2 separate regions of the Capsicum annuum genome follow, and region 1 is linked to region 2. A link is a contact called in public Hi-C data. All regions are on one chromosome and are shown on one strand. Each heading gives the region's core, a stretch centred on a gene start, on an enhancer-like site or on the middle of the called end of the contact. The rest is flanking DNA. Distances are from core to core; before and after follow the strand shown. Region 1 has its middle 89 kb from the start of LOC107843007. Region 2 holds the start of LOC107843007 (dof zinc finger protein DOF2.4).

What was found. Hi-C and Micro-C count contacts between places; a contact is called where the count stands out from the background.
Region 1: a contact with region 2 is called in a Hi-C map of bud, with 2.2 times the contacts expected there. The contact joins the enhancer-like site here to the promoter of LOC107843007 in region 2. A contact is called at or near these places in 4 of 5 Hi-C or Micro-C datasets (bud, leaf and placenta).

Annotation. Positions count from the first base shown.
Region 1 is chr9:25,827,051-25,831,007 of UCD10Xv1.1, forward strand. No RefSeq gene overlaps it. Among protein-coding and RNA genes, the nearest start is that of LOC107843007, 89 kb to the left of the region's middle. Within about 2 kb of position 1,366, at least 3 of the 5 cell types and tissues checked have an H3K27ac peak or open chromatin away from gene starts, as enhancers often do. A contact at or near this core is called in bud and leaf, where this site is marked.
Region 2 is chr9:25,737,217-25,741,462 of UCD10Xv1.1, forward strand. It overlaps LOC107843007 (dof zinc finger protein DOF2.4), which reads left to right and starts at 2,555. Exons shown (of 4, transcript XM_016687126.2): 1 at 2,555-2,851; 2 at 3,021-3,319; 3 at 3,588-4,246. The coding sequence starts at 2,804.

The DNA.
Region 1 (3,957 bases), core at 116-2,615, 89 kb after region 2:
CTCATATATATAATTTATATATATATTAGTTATGCGAGTTTTGAAAATTGTTGTAAATCAAATGTCATATTAACTTTATACATGAATAACTTACCTTAGATTCTAATCAACTACTAAATATGATATTACTTATATAAAATTTAATACATACAAAATTAACCTCCAAATTCAGCTACCAAACAACCCCTGAATACTGATTTTGGTTCACTACAATAGTGCTTAATTAGAGAATGATTAATCTCACAATTTGATTTTGGAAATGAGCTCTAAACGAAGTGGTAGATTGAGGACAATTGGACAAACTCAGAATCAATTGCAAAACTAATCACTGCTTTAGGAAGTCAAATATAATGGCTATTGGATTGTCTAAGATAGGAGCAATCATAGCCTATCTTTAAGATTTATTGTCATTTTGATCAAAACAAAAATTGATTAATTTTTATAAGTATTTTTGTAGAGTACTAGTTTGTATTTGGCAATTCAATTCAAAAGATTTTTTGGTTAATATTTTGGTTAATATTAGAGTACCAGTTTAGACCTAACCAATATTTCAAAAATGTTTTGGGTGAAAAAAAAATACTTTTCAAACTTTCAAAAAAATAGTCTCCACTACTATTCAAAATTACTTTTTTTTTTTTTTTTAGAAAGATGGCCAAACACCTCGTTCTCTAAAATAAATACTCCCTCTATTTCATAATAAATGAATTGTTGGATTTTGACACACAGATTAAGAAAAAAACATTAAAGATATAAATTTACACAACTTTTCATTTTTACCCAAAAAAAAAAATTAACCTTGTAATACCTTTTTCAAAAGTTAATTGGTTGTCAAATCATAAGGGTAAATTTGAAAAAAAAATCAATGATACACTTATTTTAAAACATTAATAAATACCCCAACAATTCACTTATTTCGAAACTAAGGAGTATCTTTTAAACATTTTTGCCTGCAAAAATTTGGCTCTTTGGAGGTTAGGTTTTATGTCCCCTTCTGGTAAGGAAGGGTCAAATATTAAATCATCCACAAACATTTAATTCGAAGTATTAGCTTCCTTAATTCATTTCACGACTTATCGCTCGTTCAGCACTTAATATACTAAAAGATTTAGGTTTTTAAAATTATAATTTAAGACCTCTTATTAGAAATAAAAGAATTCCTACGATTCCAATATCGCTCAATAACTAGTCTACACATTTTGATATTAAGATGTATAGTTATTCAGTAATATTGAGATGATCTGAATAACCTTGTCCCCTTAAAATTAGATGTCTTTTTTTTCTTTCACTCATGTATGGGCTGGGGCCCTGGTTGGGGGGTTGGTGGGGTGGGTGGGGGGGTGGGGGCTATGGAGGTCTATCAAAGACATAATTTGGAAAGTAAGATAGCATCCTATGTAACATCTTTTTCATCTTCTAAAGAGAGCTAGCCTTGACCACAACAGCACTTTTAAGATTTTCCTCTTTGTTTCTTTTTAATTCTGTGTGGATTTTTCTTTTCAGATAAATTCCATGGCTTTCCTAATATAGTACCTAACAATCATTTGGGTTATCGATCTGCGTTTTGGCAGAGAGGTAAGTAATCATTCATAATTAAAGATTTCGAATTCGAGTTATATTGAATATAGAGTCACATCAATTAGAAAGTATTATATTTTTACCTCCAATTTGGAATTTTCCAATGCGGTTGGAGAATTAGTCTGGTCCAAATATGACCGGCCGGCACCGAGTGGGAAAAAAATCATATGGGTTAGCAAAAAATTTAAAGGATTAAAATTGTTAAGTGATACTTAAACTATTCCGAATCTACTACAAGGAAAAAAAAGGGAACCAGTTTTGTTATTTTCTCTAGTTAATAAGATCACAAGTACTCGTTTTACTTTTTAAATTCCTTATGCAGTCAAATAAATTCACATAAATTTAAGAGACTATGCTTAATTTTTGTGGCCAAGAGCCAAGATTAAGGTGTAATTTTATAAATTTCATATGATAGTGATAGTCCATAAACCTATCGTACAATTATTTAGAGATGAAGAAGCAAGACCCACCTTCATAAAGTGGTTAAAAGGTTCTCTCTAATTTTGGGTGGGTGGGTGGGTGGTTTCATATTCTTCCAATTTGAACTTTTGAAAAATCTGCCATACCCAAATTGAGGAAAATTTGTTGAATCCCACATAGATGGGCTTTGGGAAATTTTGATCTCCCGGTTATGGGCAATACTCCTCTCGTGAGTTTATTTTGGGGATTGAGTTAAAACTCTAGTCCAACATTTATTTCTTTATTATGGTATCAGATTCAAGTCCAACCAAATTTATTGTTTCATCCAATATTGCCCCAACCCACTCCCCATCTCCCCATCATCTTATATTATATTGTCTGCTCTCTTGGGGAGAGGGTTACGTTGAGTCCCACATTGGTGGGCTTCCGGAAATTTTTAAGTTTCCTTCTATTATCATTAGACAATCCTTCCCTCATGATTAGTCTTGATGATTAAATTAGGTCCAATATTCATTTCTTTATTATGGTTAAGAGTTAGCCTAGCTCAATTCATTGTTTTATTTGAAGTTGGCCCCATATTATATTGCATATGCTCCAGATGTTCAGTTCTACGCATACAAAGAGATAGGTTAAGTCCCACATCAATGGGCTTTAGGAAATTTGATCTTCTCGTATTTTGGACAATTCTTCTCTCATAAACTAGCTAGTTTTTAGAATTAAATTAATCTCGGATCCATTTTCTTATGAAAAAACAATTATCAATCTATAACTCAAAAACAATTAGTATTATTTCAGTGGGAAATTAAAATCTTATTAAAATGAAATAAAAAATACAATGCATACATGCATGCACAGTACAAATAAATATATACTAATAGGACAATTTCTGCCTCAACAATGTCGAGAGTCCAAGCTAGTGCATACACCACAAAATCTTGATATGATCAGTTTAAATATCAGATATTTCTCACATCATAGTATGTTATAACTTGTAACTATGAAAAAAAGGTCAAAAATACTTTTATCATATATATAAAAAAACTTTGCTTATAAATATCTTCCTTTCACCTTTTGATCAAATAATATGTATTTTTTTAACTCCAAAGTACCTCTCAAACTCCTAAACCTAATGACCTTTTGCGATTTAAAATTGCCGTTTGACCTATTATAATTCAACACATGTAACTCTTAATTTAAAAATTAAATCCACCCTTTTCTTAAATTCAAACAGGCCTTCTCTGGTTTAGACCGTTAGTTTGAGGGGTATTCGTGAACCGACAAAAATGGTTAGAAAGATTCTTACACCAAAACAAAAAAGGAAAATAATTGTGAGTCATTTTTCTTAAGATGGGGATTATTTTACCCTATTGGAATCCCAAATCTATTTACAAATATATGTTCAATTGAAACGTGGTCTTGTGCTATAGCTAGTGCTTTGTCCTTTTCTCAATAATAATTCATACGTTGTGTCTGTGTCTGGAAAATGATAATAAAATAACTGTACAAAATTATATTCAATGTTGTTCAATCGTGTGGTCAATCCATCAACTAGTAATACTTTATGATCATAATAATAATAATTTGTGGTTACGTACGTTTGACCTGTTAAAATCAAAGTAGTAGAGTTTGAATGATGCATGATTTGCATGGAATGGAATGGATGCTTACGTAAATTAGCACTTTAGGCTTTTGTTATCTTCATGTTAATAATTATTCACAAAGTTGTTTGTCTTATTAAGCCACTATGGTTCCTTATCTGTTTCCCATGCACACGTTCGGAGATAATGCCTTCTTTATTTGAAAAACAAATTATGGTGGAATCATAATTTTTGTTATAAAAAAAAAAAATCGATTCGATATATAATAATATAAAATTGTTGCATAAGTTCAGTTAATTCAGCGTGACCCATATATATATAAAAGAATTTAAGCTTTTACGTAATGAAATTTTTCGGCAAAATA
Region 2 (4,246 bases), core at 1,305-3,804:
TTCTTTTCACTTTTTAGAATGTGAAGGTTGGGCTCCTTCTCTCTATAATATTCCTCCTTAAATCATTTATACTGTTTTTCAATTTATTATTATTATTATTATTATTATTTTATAATCATAGTATTTGTGTCAGCTTTCGCATACTTCGATTTAATTTACAAGAAATTTGTCACCTCTCACTAATAATATAGATTCAGATAACTCTGTCCACCAATACTTGGATGGACGGGAAAAACCGCCAATATTTTTCCGTTTCCGTTTGTCAATCCCTTCATTAACTCCGCCTCTATTTTTTTTTTATTTTTTTAGTATCCAATATTGGTAGGTAAAGCCTACAATTTTAATTATTTATTTATATACTGCCATGCACAGCAGTACGGGGTCAGGAAGGGGGTGGGGTAGGAGTAGAGGAAAGCACACTAAGAATGTCTAATAAGGACTTTTCTTTAGTTTAATTCTTAATTTGGCTTTATTACTTTTTTTAGTATTATTTTATCTTAAACTTACACTATGTTACTCTTATGTAATACTATCCATGCATGTAAATAATAGAATTGAACATGTATTGGTACCTTATAATTTACCGATTCAAGCAGCAAAAACATCCTTTGAAATACACCCGCTCCCTAGCTAGCCCCATCTATTTTATAGTGGCCGAGCAGTAGTGAACGAAGCTCAATGAATCACCTTCATAAAAAAATTATATTGTATAAATGAAGGTTTATAACTTGTCGAGTCCTATGCGTGAGTCTCACTCGCGCCTACGTGGAAAGGTAATTCAATCATACGATGCCACATCGTTAAAAGAGCTGACTTGGAGAGATGTCATATTTGTGTAGTTTTGAATAGTTAAAGGTCATATTTGTGCACTGTCAAAGTTTTATTTTTTGTGTTAAAATGACGTCGTTTTTATTATTATTATTATTATTATTATTATTATTATTATTGTTATTATTATTATTATAATAATAAGAATTTTTTTTTTCTATAGTAGCAGCACCTATTTTTTTTAATTTTAAAAAATTATTATTATTATTTTATTTATTTCTATAGCAGCAACACCTAGATTTTTTTTAGTTAAAACAAAAAATATCCACTAGCAGGGATCGAACCCGCACAATAGGCTGAAGGAAGCGCCCAATAAAAGCAAATAACACCACTGGTCTATCTAAGCGCCTTGTTTCATGTGGTTCAACATTAATATACGTACATAAATATACATTTTCTAACTCATATATATACAACGTAATTTTTTTACCAAGGGGGTTCGGGTGAACCCCATGGAAACCACGTAGGTTCGCCCCTCGTTAATTTAATAACGTTAATTTAATAACATTTTAATTACGTTAATTTGATAACGTTAATTTAATATACTACTACTACTATTCTTAATAATATTAATTTAATAACGTTTTATTAAAACTATAATTTTTTTATTATAAGTATAGTTTCACCTTTAATTTAATATTCAAATAAATAATATTTGGATATATTATATAACTTAAATTCGTCCTCTGCTTTATAATATATATACATACCCGCTCGATTTTTTCATATAAGGCTGACCCGCCTAATTAATAAATCTTCAATATTGCTCTTTTTCCGCAATGACAAGAAATTAGATGCTATTTTCATCTTTGAGCCGAAAATAATGAAAAAATAATAGTGACGAGTCCTTTAAAGGTCATATTTGTGCAGTTTTAAATAGTTAAAGGTCATATTTGTGCACTGTCAAAGTTTAAGGTCATATTTGTGTATTATGCTCTTAGATTTTAAGCTGGACGCGCCCAGTTTTGCGTGTTGGACACACGTTTTGCCACGTAGGATTGGATGCCATATTTGTGCAGTTTTGAATAGTTAAAGGTTATATTTGTGCACTATCAAAATTTAAGATCAAAATTATAATTTGGTGTCAAGTTTACGATCATTTTTATGAATTAACTCTTTAACAAATGTAAATAAAGTGTTAGGGACACAATATAATTAACTCTTTAACTTTTCTCTATGTATCTTATTCCAAATTTATATCCCATAATATCACTACTTTACCTTGCATGCAACAGACAGATATGACAGCCACCACATTTTTCTCAATATACAGGATCGAAATCAGTCTTAAAAGGTGCGGGTTCAGCAGAACATAATAATTTTAGTTCAAACTTTATATTATATTAAAGAAATTGTATAATATGTATAAATAATTCCTCTAAAATCTCCTAAGCAAAAAAAAAAGAATTTATGATTCAGAACAAAAATTTGTGCTTCCACGAAAGCAAGTCGTGAAAGCAATCACTAATTTTTACATTAAATGAAATTATGGGAGTGTGACCTTTTCCTTAACCCAGCTAACGATAAAATGTTTTATGCATTGGACTGCCCCACCAAACAAAGTGGGGGCCGGGGTTGCAACTCAACAAGATTAATTTAATTTAACAAGAAAGCTTAAAGATTAAGAAAGTAAAGATATTACTACTATTATATACCCTGTCGAACTACTAAAAAGTAAAAAAAATACAAAAAAATGGGACTTGCAGTAAGAACAAACTAGGACCCAAATGAAATTAGTACTTGTTATGTAGTATATATATGCTACTACCATAAAGCCTTTCACTTTATTTTAGCTCCATTATTCTCATCCAAAATATTCCTCTCTTTCCTTTATCTTTCTTCCTTTCCTTTCCTTTCCTTTCCCTCTCTAAGTGTACTACTAGCATTTCTCCTCCACCTTCAATTTGATGTGATTCTCCACTAACATAAAACTTTACAAAAGAGAATTTTTATAGATCATATTCAAGAATTTGCTATGAATTTTTCTTCAATTCCATATCTTGATCCAGCCAACTGGCAACAGGTATGTTTTTTTAATGCTTCTATCAATGTTTCTTTGCTAAAAAAGCAAAAGAATTCGTTAAAGATAATATTCCTCTCAACTTTTATAATTTTTAAAAAATTCTTCCTTTTTTTCATCTTTAAATTTCTTGTATATACTTAGATATCTCATTTTCTTCCTTTTTTTTCAGCAAGGTGGAGGTAGCATCCAAAATCATCATCACCATCAACTTACATCACCACCATCTCAGACTGCACCACCGCCGCAAGTACCACCGCCTCCTCCCGTACCCCTGCAGCCTCATGGAGGTGGCGGTGGTGCAGGTACCATTAGGCCGGGCTCGATGGCTGATCGAGCCCGGATGGCTAACATACCTATGCCTGAGGCAGCCCTAAAATGCCCTAGATGTGATTCAACAAATACCAAGTTTTGTTACTTCAATAACTATAGTCTCTCACAGCCTAGACACTTTTGCAAGGCTTGTAAAAGGTAACTATTGTTGTTAACATAAATAAACTAGATTCATCTCTACGTACATAAATTTACCACTATAGTTTATGTACTACAAAAAATTATACTTAATTAAATATGATACATGTACTAGACTAGCTAAATGTTCAATTTATTTATTTTTATAAATACCTAACTATACCTAAGTTGAGATTTGTAAACAAACATACATTCTTCTACTCGTACTACGAAAAAAATGATTGATTGAGAGTATTCTTCCTAAGTCCTCTCCAAAATTTTCCAACAGGTACTGGACTAGAGGCGGCGCGCTGAGAAATGTCCCCGTGGGAGGGGGTTGCAGGAGGAACAAAAGAAGCAGCAACAGCAAAAGTGGTAACAACAACAATAATAATAATAATTCAAAATCTCCGGCTTCTAGCACGAGTACTGATGGTCGTCAAGCTACTAACAATTCGGGTTCTACAAGTACAATTTCATCACATAGCAACAGCTTTACCGGTCCAACATCAGCAGCTAGTTTATTAGGTCTTATGACCCCTCAAATTCCGCCTCTTCGTTTCATGTCACCTTTAGGTCAATTTAGTTCTGATCATCATCATCACCACCACCATTTTACTCCGAGTAATCACATGAACTTGAATTTTTCTACAAGTACTTGTGGTAACATATTAGGTGGTACTACTGAAGGTATGATGGTTAATACTAACAACAATTTGCTCGGTGTTGGTGTTGGTGTTGGTGTTGGTGTTGGTGCTGGTGCTGGTGCTGGTGTTGGTGGTGTTGCTTCGCTTTTATCAAGTGGAAACCTTGAACATTGGCGTATGCCACAACAATTCCCTAATTTCTTAGGTGGATTTGATCCGTCTAATTCGCCTTCTTCTGGTGTTAGTAACTACCCATTTCAAGGTGGTGTTCATGAGGCAGTACAATTCCTTGGTGGTGAGA